2 separate regions of the Macaca mulatta genome follow, and region 2 is linked to region 1. The links are chromatin contacts, called in public Hi-C maps. All regions are on one chromosome and are shown on one strand. Each heading gives the region's core, a stretch centred on a gene start, on an enhancer-like site or on the middle of the called end of the contact. The rest is flanking DNA. Distances are from core to core; before and after follow the strand shown.

The links. A called contact is a pair of places that touch in the nucleus more often than the background predicts.
Region 2: a contact with region 1 is called in a Hi-C map of cortical neurons, with 3 times the contacts expected there. The contact joins the promoter of CFAP206 here to the promoter of SLC35A1 in region 1. A contact is called at or near these places in 2 of 14 Hi-C or Micro-C datasets (cortical neurons and fetal cortex germinal zone).

The regions. Positions count from the first base shown.
Region 1 is chr4:98,446,022-98,451,524 of T2T-MMU8v2.0, forward strand. SLC35A1 (solute carrier family 35 member A1) reads right to left here and starts at 3,169. Exons shown (of 8, transcript NM_001266759.1): 1 at 3,119-3,169. The coding sequence starts at 3,134.
Region 2 is chr4:98,510,725-98,516,227 of T2T-MMU8v2.0, forward strand. CFAP206 (cilia and flagella associated protein 206) reads right to left here and starts at 2,620. Exons shown (of 13, transcript XM_001089007.4): 1 at 2,266-2,620; 2 at 453-561. The coding sequence starts at 2,372.

The DNA.
Region 1 (5,503 bases), core at 1,919-4,418:
TCTGAGCAGCAGCCATCTCTCAGGCACCAAAGCCTGTCCAGGACCTTTGGTAAAACCAGAAGCACTGGGTACCAACTCTCCCTCATACTTCCTTATTCCCAGACCTGCTCAGAACCTGCCATCACCCAAGGATCAAACTATTTCTACTTTCCTTACCCAACTCCCACCTATTATCCAATAGTCCCCTTAAGCTCCATTCAAATCTTTAGGCTCAAGGTTAAACAGGGATCAGCAAATTTTTCTGTAAAGGGCCAGAAACAAATATTTTAGGCTTTCCACAGCCATACTTTGACAACCCCAGGTTAAGAACCAGAAGGACACCGGGTGACTCCAGCCTGCTACTTTAACTACATTATATGCTAAGTACAATTTTGTTCACTGTTTTGGGAGCCTAATCACAATTCAAAGACTGTTTTCCTAGGAAAATAAAACAGGAGTTTCAAATAGATTAGATACGGTATGGTTGGAACTTCCAAGGAAACAGGTTCTTCAATATAAATATTTTCCCGAGTGAATTAAAGAATCTTTTCTGATTTGTTGGCAATTTTTAAAAATCATATCAGGTTTTAAATAAAAAGTAAAACAGAAGAAATATTTTTTAACTGCTTAAACTTTCTTTCCAAAAGATCTGAGGAGCCAAAAATCAGTGTTTATAAAAAAGGAAGTGAAGGAGATCACTATAATAATTCCTTCGTTCTAAAACTTTCCTACACAAGGGAAAAAATATGACTGCAAAAATAAACAGCAATAACCTTTAATCAGTGGAAGAGAAGGCACTCCCCATCTTCTAGATAAGGGGTGAACAAACTATATATGTCACTAGTTTACATGAGGCCTGTGAACTCACAATGGTTTTACATTTTTAAATACTTGATTAAAAATGTAGTAACATCTTGTGATACATGAAAATTGCATGAAATTCAAATTTTAGTGTCCATAAATAGTTTTATTAGAACATAGCCATGCTCATTTGTTTCTAAGTTATCCGGACTACCTTTTTTCCCCTACAACAGCAGATCTGAGTAGTTATGAAGAGACTATCCAGCCCTTTACAGGAAAAGTTTGACAACTCATGTCCTAGATTATCAACATTTTCACAAATAACAGAGATTAGGGCTGATAAACTAAAAAGTACTTTATTTTAGGTATTGCATAGGTTCCTGATTCCAAAAACAACATAGTGAATATTTAAACACTAAACCAAATATTGATGGCCTACAAACATATTTTGACTTATAATATTGTCACTAACTTGAAAAAATAGCTTTTTGCATAGTGATTACATAGGAATATATATTATACTCTTGAAACTACTGATCTAAGTGGAAGAGTAATCAAATAAGTTTAGGAATGTGCAAAACAGATTGGGCTTTGATATGGAATACCAGTTTTAAATGTATTTCAACTTTTAAATACTAAATGTTTTTAAGTACGATTTTCTCTGGCAGTTTAACATCAGACTAAACTATTTCTTGTTCACTCCATTCACAAATTCTCCAGTATAAAATTTCAGTTATTAGCAATTTCAGTTATTTTAGGGTAATATCAAAAGTCCATATGTAATCACTTCAAATTGGGCAAATCATTCAAACCACACCCAATGCCAGTAACTATAAACCTAGCCAACAACTCAACTGGCAGCCACATCTTAACCCTGCATTGTTCTCTGCTTCTCACGAAGTTCTGTTTACTCCTACACAGTATTTGTGTGGAAATGTCCCTCAAAAGAAACTTACAGTTTAAAATTTTTTTCAGTTACGTTTTACTATAGTTTATGGGGACATTACTTGTAATACCTAAGAACTTAGAAATTCAGGAAGTCCCAGATAAATCTTTTGTGGATATTCGGAAGCTATAGAAACTGTAATTTTGTTAGGATTACAATCAAGCCTCAACAAATATGTATTGGCAATAAGCCTAAACCTTTACATTGTTGCAGCTATTTCAAGTAATGATTTGACTTCTGTTATTTATAAGTTTTCGTTCGGATCAATTTTGCTATCCCCATTCCATTTTAGTTATCAGAACAATTCTATTTCTTTTTCCTTTATTTCCTGTGTTGCTACACAAAAGGCTTTTAAGATTGGACTTATTTGAAATGAAACAGAAAGAAGACATAAGAGAAGCATATGCAATTAAAGACAATGCCCCTGGGCAGGGCCTGATGATAAACATGGACCTCGCAACAGGGAAAATAACTTGACACCCACGTAAGAAGATATTCCTTAGGTATTCGTTCAATATTTATTCAAGGGTGAAGCCAAGTGTTCTATGGAGGAAGGGTGGAGCAAGAATCCGAGTGTTGTCCAACTTCTCCTAGTTAATGCACCACAGTCAAAAAATCCACCTCTGGTCCCAACTTACACTGCTCAGCAAAAGTGGTGCGGAGTCAATTAGACTCGCCCTCCTTAAATGCCAATTAGTAAACAAATACGCCTTCACCCAAATGTGCCATCCCTTAGGAGGAGGGAGGTGGCTCTCACCTTCCACCACAAATATCAGAGTGTTCCTTCTAACTGCATACAGCATTCTCTATAATTACATACAGCACACAGGTGGGAACTGTTAACGATTGTTATCTTCCTTTCATTACGATTTCAGTGCTGTTTTGACGTCCCAATGATGTCTTTACTGGTTGTTGCATGGCCCAGCCGCCGCGTGGGGTCTGCGCCCGGAGTCTGCCTTTAAGTCTCTGAGCATCCGCAAGGCAGGAGGCGCAGAAGACACCGAAGTCGCGGGGCCAGGGCCAAGAACTGTCCTGTCTCGCTGGGCGATGCGGTCCAGCCCCGGACCCACGCCCTGGCCCCTCTCCGGGTCCGCCGCAACCCAGGCCTGTCAGAATTCGGTTCCCACCCACTCCCAGCTAGTGGAGGTCAGCGCGGTCTCGGACTGCCGACCTGCCAAACGCGGAGTCAGGCGCGGAGACTGCAGCCGCAGGGGGAGGCCGGCTGCCCGGACGGCCGGGAGCAGCTCCACGCAAATTCCTGACGCCTCAGCCCGGCCGCAGAGGCCGTGGGCAACCAGGGTGTTCCGCTGCTCGACAGGCGCGGACCAGCGCAGATGCTAGACCGCCGCCGCCCCCCTCAGACTTCCCACTCCCAGCAGCCCCAGTCCTCACCTCTCGGGGCAGCCATGGTTCCCCGATAGCCCAGCGCGGAACTGACGCCCGCCCCTTCCGCGCCCCAGCGCAGGACACCAGGGACCGCCCCTTGTGGTCATAGAGACGAAGCCGCTCGGCCTAGAGCGCCTCGCCGGCCTCCCGGTCGGCCACGCGCTAAAACTGGTTTCAGGAATCTGAACTACACCCCAAAATGGGGAGAACGCGGATCGAAGGGAGGCCTTCCCGGCCGCGTCCTAAGTGACAGGTGTGTGAAATTCGGTTGGGGAGGTGGTTCTGTAAACTGCGGCTCCCCGCCGGCTGAGTGAAGGGAGCGCTGCCTTCTGGGAATCGTAGTCCTCACAAAGGTGTGAGTAGGCGGCAGATAAGGATTTGGGTTTAGCCTTAGGGATTCACTCCTGTCAAAGCTGTTAGAGAAGCTCCCAGAACTCGTAAAGTAACAAAAACTACTTGCGGCAACATTTGTAACTTCCACCTAGCTCATTATCTTCCACTGTTACCTTGTGTTCTAGATAAGTTATAATTTATGCTACATATTGTTCAAACGTCTTGTGCCTGTTCCATATCGTCAGCATTGTCATTGGTTATATTTACCCAGCTAGACATTCTAACGAATGATCTTCGGACAACAAAAGGGCCTTTTAAAAAAAATTAGATGTATCGGCCGGGCGCGGTGGCTCACGCCTGTAATCCCAGCACTTTGGGAAGTCGAGGCGGATGAATCACCTAAGGTCAGGAGTTCGAGACCAGCCAGGCCAATATGGCGAAACCCCGTCTTTACTAAAAATACAAAAAATTAGCCGGGCGTGGTGGCTCGCACCTGTAATCCCAGCTACTCAGGAGGCCGAAGCGGGAGAATCACTTGAACTCGGGAGATTACAGTGAGCAGAGATCGCGCCCCTGCACTCCAGCCTGGGCGACACAGCGAGACTTCGTCTCAAAAAAAAAAAAAAAAGTAGATGTATCAACAGGCATTTTAACCACTATAATCTCCACTTTCACTAGGGGATGTTAATTATCATAATTGATATTAGAAATAATTCATTGGTGAAATAAATGATGTTCCAGATATGTGTATTGGTTTAAAATACTATGAAAATACCTCAGCACTTACAGGAATAGCGATGCAAGATTCTGAGCTGCCCAGCAGCCCACACCTTCTGCAGCATGTTCTTTCTCCAAAATTGTCCTTTTAGAGGGTTGAGTGGTGAATGTTATATACCATTGTCTTGTTAAATATACATATAGATATATCTGGTCTGTTAACCTTCTTGGAACATTTTGCATGCCTTATTGGCATCATATTAATATTGGGAGGGGCTCCCAGGAGACCAGAGTTGACTTTGTAGAGGCAGACATTTGATGAATCTCATTTTGGAATAGTGTTGGACTCTTCCTCTACCTGGTAATGAGTGTGCTCACTGGTACTAATCTTCCCTTACCGTAATTGGTATAGTTTCTACTTGTAGAATTGTTCAGTTCTCTCCTGTGTATGTACTTATGCATACATTTAAACAGAAAAGTCATATATGTACTCGAAATTAATTTTAAAAATTAAAAATATTCTATCATACAGTCCTTCCTTTGTTTTACAGCTACTGCTTTGTATGGTTTCTCTCTTCCCAGTTTGGACCATCATTATAGTGTCAACTTACCTCAATTAAGTGTAATTTCTAAATGCTCAATTGTTCCAAAAGGCCCTTGTAAGCCTGCCTGTGTTTTTAAGCCTGCACCAACTGTTTTTACTATTTTTTTTCTTTTTGTCTTCTTGTAGAGATTGTGGGTGGGGGCATCTCACTTTGTTGCCCAGGCTGGTTCTCAAACTCCCCACCTAAAACAACCCTCCCACCTCAGCCCCCCAAAGTTCTGGGATTACAGGTGTGAACCACCACACCTGGCCTGCACTAGCTTTTTGAAGCATGTTTTAATTTCTGGCAACAAGAAGAGGTTTTGTTGTTTCCTGTCCTAGGTGGTAGAATCAACTAGGAACTATCATTCCTTCTGGTGAGGAAGAGCATTTTACAGACAGACACACACACACACAGAGAGAGAGGGAGATCCCAATTAAGGTGGTGGATCAAACGCTGCTGAGCCATTTTTGTGGCATTTCTGGTTCACATAACATCATGCTGTTGAATCCTACTTTTCTTATACATTTTCATTGCCTCAAAAGACTATTATACTTCATTGGCATCAACCTTAACTAGATTTTGATGCCTCTTTGTCCTAACCCAGTTAGCCCAAGACCAACAGGGACAAACCTGTCAAACTATCGTCTAACAAAGTTGAGCTTACTGATGCCTTCTGATATAATGTGGACATTTGTCCCTGCCCAGATCTATGTTGAATTGTAATCCCCAATGTTGGAGGTGGGGCCTGGTGGGA
Region 2 (5,503 bases), core at 1,370-3,869, 64 kb after region 1:
CAAACATCAAATTTGAATGGGGTGCTAGAAAAGTTATATGGGGAAATAAGTTGAAAGCAATGGCTAGGTTTTCAGTTGGGAAACTATGGTATATTTTATTGTATTTTTATTGTGTATTGTTATCTTAACCAAAAGCAAGAACAGAGAAACCATAGCAATGAGTAATTTTTAACAACGGCAAACAAAAATACACACCAAAAAATTTCCACACAGGAGAACATTATTTATGTTTTCCAAACTCATCAAGGTCTTCTAAATCAGTCTCTATAAATCTACAACTCACATGCTCTATAAACGTTTTTAAAATGTTTTCACTAACTTGTCCGATGATCTCATTATGTTTAAGCTGAAAAACATCTATGAAAGCTTCACAGAATTTAAAGGGGAAAATGGACATCACATCTTAAAAAAGCTCTTAATAAAGTAGTAATCACAAAAAGATTTCTTCTTACCATAAAAGCAATCAGAGTTTCAGAAACAATCTCTCCATGGGCTGCACATTCTTGTCCTATTTCTCGTATAATACTCCTTATAACACTTTCGGCCTGAGTTGGAGGCATTCTGGCTAAATAAAACAACAATTTTTTTTAAAAACGTGAGTTTATGCAAATTTTTTTCTCTTCCGATTTCTCCAATACTGTATTTGTAAAGAGTCATAATATCATCTATTAGCTTATTAGTATTTTTATTAGTATCTAGGCCTCTCCTGTTTTTCATTATTTTTAAAAATGAAGGACTTTATTGAAGACAGACAATGATTGGGATTTCAAATAATTGAAACATCTGATAATTAACATTTTCAATTATTTAAATTATGGTCACTAAACATATATTCCTATCATGATATTCTTAATTAAAAAAAAAAAAAAAAAAAAAGGCTAAGCAGGCTGGGCGCGTATGGCTCACGCCTGTAATCCCAGCATTTTGGGAGGCCGAGGCAGGCGGATCAGCTGAGGTCGGGAGTTCGAGACCAGCCTGACCAACACGGAGAAACCCCGTCTCTACTAAAAATACAAAATTAGCCGGGCGTGGTGGCGGGCGCCTGTAGTCCCAGCTACTCCGGAGGCTGAGGCAGGAGAATCGCTTGAACCCGGGAGGCGGAGGTTGCGGTGAGCCGAGATCACGCCATTGCACTCCAGCCTGGGCAACAAGAGCGAAACTGCGTCTCAAAAAAAAAAAAAAAAAAAAAAAAAAAAAGGTAAGCAGCATTTGTAGGGGAAGAAGGTAAAATTAATGAGAAACCCAAGAGTACAGCTTGAAAGAGGAAATGCTTATTCAACCACATTCACTAAATAATCTTTCGTAATGGTACTAGAATCTTGGAAAACAATTCTTGCTCAGATCATTAAAATAATCTTTTCCGCACATCTAAAATGGAGTTCAGACTCTCGATAAAAAACACAAAAGCAAAAACCAAAACGTAAGAGTTATGCATCATGGAAAAAAATGAACTCCTGGTTATTAATTCCATTTACTCTAAGGAAAAAGTGGCAGGTTTTGACCAAGTTTTCTGATTTTCCTGAATATTAGTAACTGAGCACAATGGAACTTGGCATGTAGAGTATAACAAAGGCAATATCAGGTAGATAAAGCCAACTCCTCAGCATTATTAGCTTTCCGATGGATGGGTACGGAAGCACGAGGCATTTTGTCCAGTGAAACCAGATTGCTTGGATTCCATCGTGACCCGACCACTGTCTAGCTGTGAGATCTTGGGCACTTGTTTCACTTCTTTCCAGAGGCGTGAGGACTAAATTAGTCCTATATGTTGTGTGGTTACAACAGTTTGCGGCATAAGGGAATCGCTTAAAACAGCTTTGAATCAGTACTCCAGGATCGCAAGCAGCGCATGCGCGAGTGTCAGTCTGTGGGAGAGTCTATCCTGCTCCGGGTCTGTGTGCGCATGCGCAACGGTGCCGGGTCGCTAGGGACGCGGCTCAGCACCTTCCCCGCATCCACCCACCAATTACTAAGTCTCCCGAGGTCAGGCTTCTAGGGTAGCCAGTGGAGTGGAACAGAGGCGGAAGGCCTCAGGCGCCCGCGCAGTGGCTAGAGGGTCGCCCTGCAGCCCTGGGCGCCTCCGGCGGGAATGGACCGCTGTTCCAGCTCAGCGGCGGCGCAGCCTAAAGGATCGAGACTGAGAGCTAAGTCTCGACTAGGCAGGACGCGGTCCTCCAGCCGCCCGGGCTCCGCCAGCTGCCCCACGCTCGCCGCCTGGCGGGACACACCTCCGGGTCAAGGGCGCGGAGCCCCGAGTAGGCTGACCTGGATCGGAATCGACAGCAGGAGCCGTGTCTGTCTGCTTCTGTCCTGGGGCCCTCACCGCGACCGTCGGGGCAGTTGGGCTCTCGCAGCAACCGCCGCGTAACCATGGAGATGGAAGGCTCCGGACCAGATGGGGTGGGGCCAGGTGGGGGCGGGGCTGGGTCCCACTTTGAGGGTCTTTTCCGCGAAAGATGGGCTGGAAAAACTTTAAAAACAAAGAAATTCCAGGCAGAGACATCTTAACCTCCGTGGTTAAGACTGTGAAACACAAGTTCTCGTAAATAAGGACATTAACTCGCTAGCGTGGGAACGATGGGGCGGCTTTGAAAGCGGGGTCGGGGAGAGGGAGGAGCCAGTTGGAGAGGCTGGGAAAACGGAAGGGCTGTATCCTGGACAAATAGAGTTCTTTTTTTTTTTTTTTTTTTTTTTTTTTTTTTTTTTTTTTTTTGAGACTGAGTCTGGCTCTGTCGCCCAGGCTGGAGTGCAGTGGCCGGATCTCAGCTCACTGCAAGCTCCGCCTCCCGGGTTTACGCCATTCTCCTGCCTCAGCCTCCCGAGTAGCTGGGACCACAGGCGCCCGCCACTTCGCCCGGCTAGTTTTTTGTATTTTTTGGTAGAGATGGGGTTTCACCGTGTTAGCCAGGATGGTCTCGATCTCCTGACCTCGTGATCCGCCCGTCTCGGCCTCCCAAAGTGCTGGGATTACAGGCTTGAGCCACCGCGCCCGGCCAAATAGAGTTCTTGTAAAAGTATCTAGATTTAAAAAACAAAAGTAAAAAGTATCGAGGTTTTATTTCATGTCCCGTTGTTCAAAGGAAGTCTGCAACAGAACGCTCCAAAATGCCCGAAGAGAAAACTCATTCAAGAAGCACATGATAAGAACACATTAGTGTCCGAGTCAAAATAATGAAGTTTTATCCCTTAACGATAATGTCGTTAGGCCCACCTTCAGACCTGAAAGTGTGAAAAAGGATTAAATACGCATTAGAAGGAGAGCATCAAACAACAAGGTTTTATTTTTAAACAGTAACTTTTCTCAAACTGCAAACAAACATGCAGAATATGCTTTGCTTAAGGACATTCCCTGATTACTAGGAAATGAATAAACACAAAAACTCAAGAATACACATCATAATATAACACAATTTTATTTCCACCTTCTAGAAAATGTTCCCGGAATGTGGATGAAGCTTGTGTAAAAATAGATGTTCAGAGTAACATGATTTATAATACCACAACCTTGGAAATCTAAACACGATATTTAAGTAAAACGTCGGGCAGGTATTTAAAATTATGTTAATAAAAACCTTGTGTTTGTCTTATACTTTTTAAAAGCCAAATGCAAAATTTATATATAATATGACTTAAACTATATTGACGTACATATAATGCACAAAAAGTGTATAAGTCATTTTTTCAAAATCACAGCAAGGAATTAGATCTAAGGATGGAATTATAGGTAAAGTATTTTTATTTCTTTATACTTTTCTGTTTTTTCTAGATTTTTCCATAATGAGTATATATTGTCTTATGATCTATAAAACAAAATTTTAAAATACTAGGGAGATGAGACTGGCTATTTGTAGAGAATGAGCCCAATTTACATATACAAATATACTGTAAGTATACAAGGTAAAGCAACCAAAGGAAGGTGAGATAGCAAAATTTTAACAGTGGTTGTATCTTTGTAATGGCTTATGGCTGATTTGTCTTCTTTGTACTTTAAGATAGCTACCAAAATGTCTTCCATGAGCATATATTATATATTAGAATATTAAATATTTTTTTTTGTTTTTTTTTTGTTTTTTTTTTTTTTTATTTTTTTGAGACGGAGTCTCGCTCTGTCGCCCAGGCCGGAGTGCAGTGGCCAGATCTCAGCTCACTGCAAGCTCCGCCTCCCGGGTTCACGCCATTCTCCTGCCTCAGCCTCCCAAGTAGCTGGGACTACAGGCGCCGCCACCTCGCCCGGCTAGTTTTTTGTACTTTTCAGTAGAGACGGGGTTTCACCGTATTAACCAGGATGGTCTCGATCTCCTGACCTCGTGATTCGCCCGTCTCGGCCTCCCAAAGTGCTGGGATTACAGGCTTGAGCCACCGCGCCCGGCCAGAATATTAAATATTTTTTAAGATGGTAAGAATCATATCATCTTAAGTATAGTTTTAAACTAATGGGCAAATTCTGGCACAAATACTCCCTATGTTTGATACTGTTAATTCCTACTTAATGTCAATGTTTTCTTCTCTTTTTATTACTAATTTAACCCTGTGTTGGGAATGACAGTGTTCTCTTAAAAAAAAAAAAAAAAATCTCTCAACCTCTTTCTCAGTGAGCGTGGCCTGTGACATGGTCTGGCCAATGAGATATAAGTATAATCTCTGGATGAGGTGTACTTCCATTTTATGTCTGTTGCCTTTCCTTTTCTTTCTACTTGAAATGAGAATATGGGGCTGAAGCTCCAGCAGCCTTGTTGTGAACATAAACATGAGGGTCACATCTTAAGGATGGTGGAACAGAAACGAAAAAGGAACCTGAGTTCCTGGTAATGTCATGGAACAGCCCTATCAGCTTCTTGACTGGCTATCTCCAGACTTTGCATGAGAGAAGATAAACCCCTATTTTATTAAGCTACTGTTATTTGGGTTTTCTGCTACATTCAGCCAAACTGAATCCCTGACTGCCACAATGGGTATGACTTTGGAAGTATTATTGAGCGTTTTGTGCTACATTGAATTATTCTACCTAATCCTTCATGCCTCTTAGCATCCACACCCTTGCCATGGACTTTGGTGGGGTATACTTCCCCAATCCTTGATTTTGAATTTAGCTGTGTGACTTGCTTTGACCAATGGGTTGTGGTGAAGTAACAGTGTGCCAAATCAGATCCAAGGCCTTAAGAGACCCCATATTTCTGCTTTCTCTCTTGTGCCTGTGTCATTGCCATGAGAAGTACATACCCTAGCAAGCTCTTTGGTCCCAGAATGACATGCATATGGCACAGAATTGCCTGAACCGATCTTTTAGTAAGATGCAGAGATGCCCAACTGGGGCCCAGGCCTAGACCCGCCAAACTCCAGTCAACCTGTAGATGTGTGATAATGAATGAGTATTGTTTTAAACCACTGAGTTTTGGAGTGGCTTATTATACAGTATAATTGTGGAAAGAGTTCATTTATAAACCTTTCGGTGATCTAAATTTCTCATTTATGAAACAGAGAAAACAATGGCATCTATCTCACA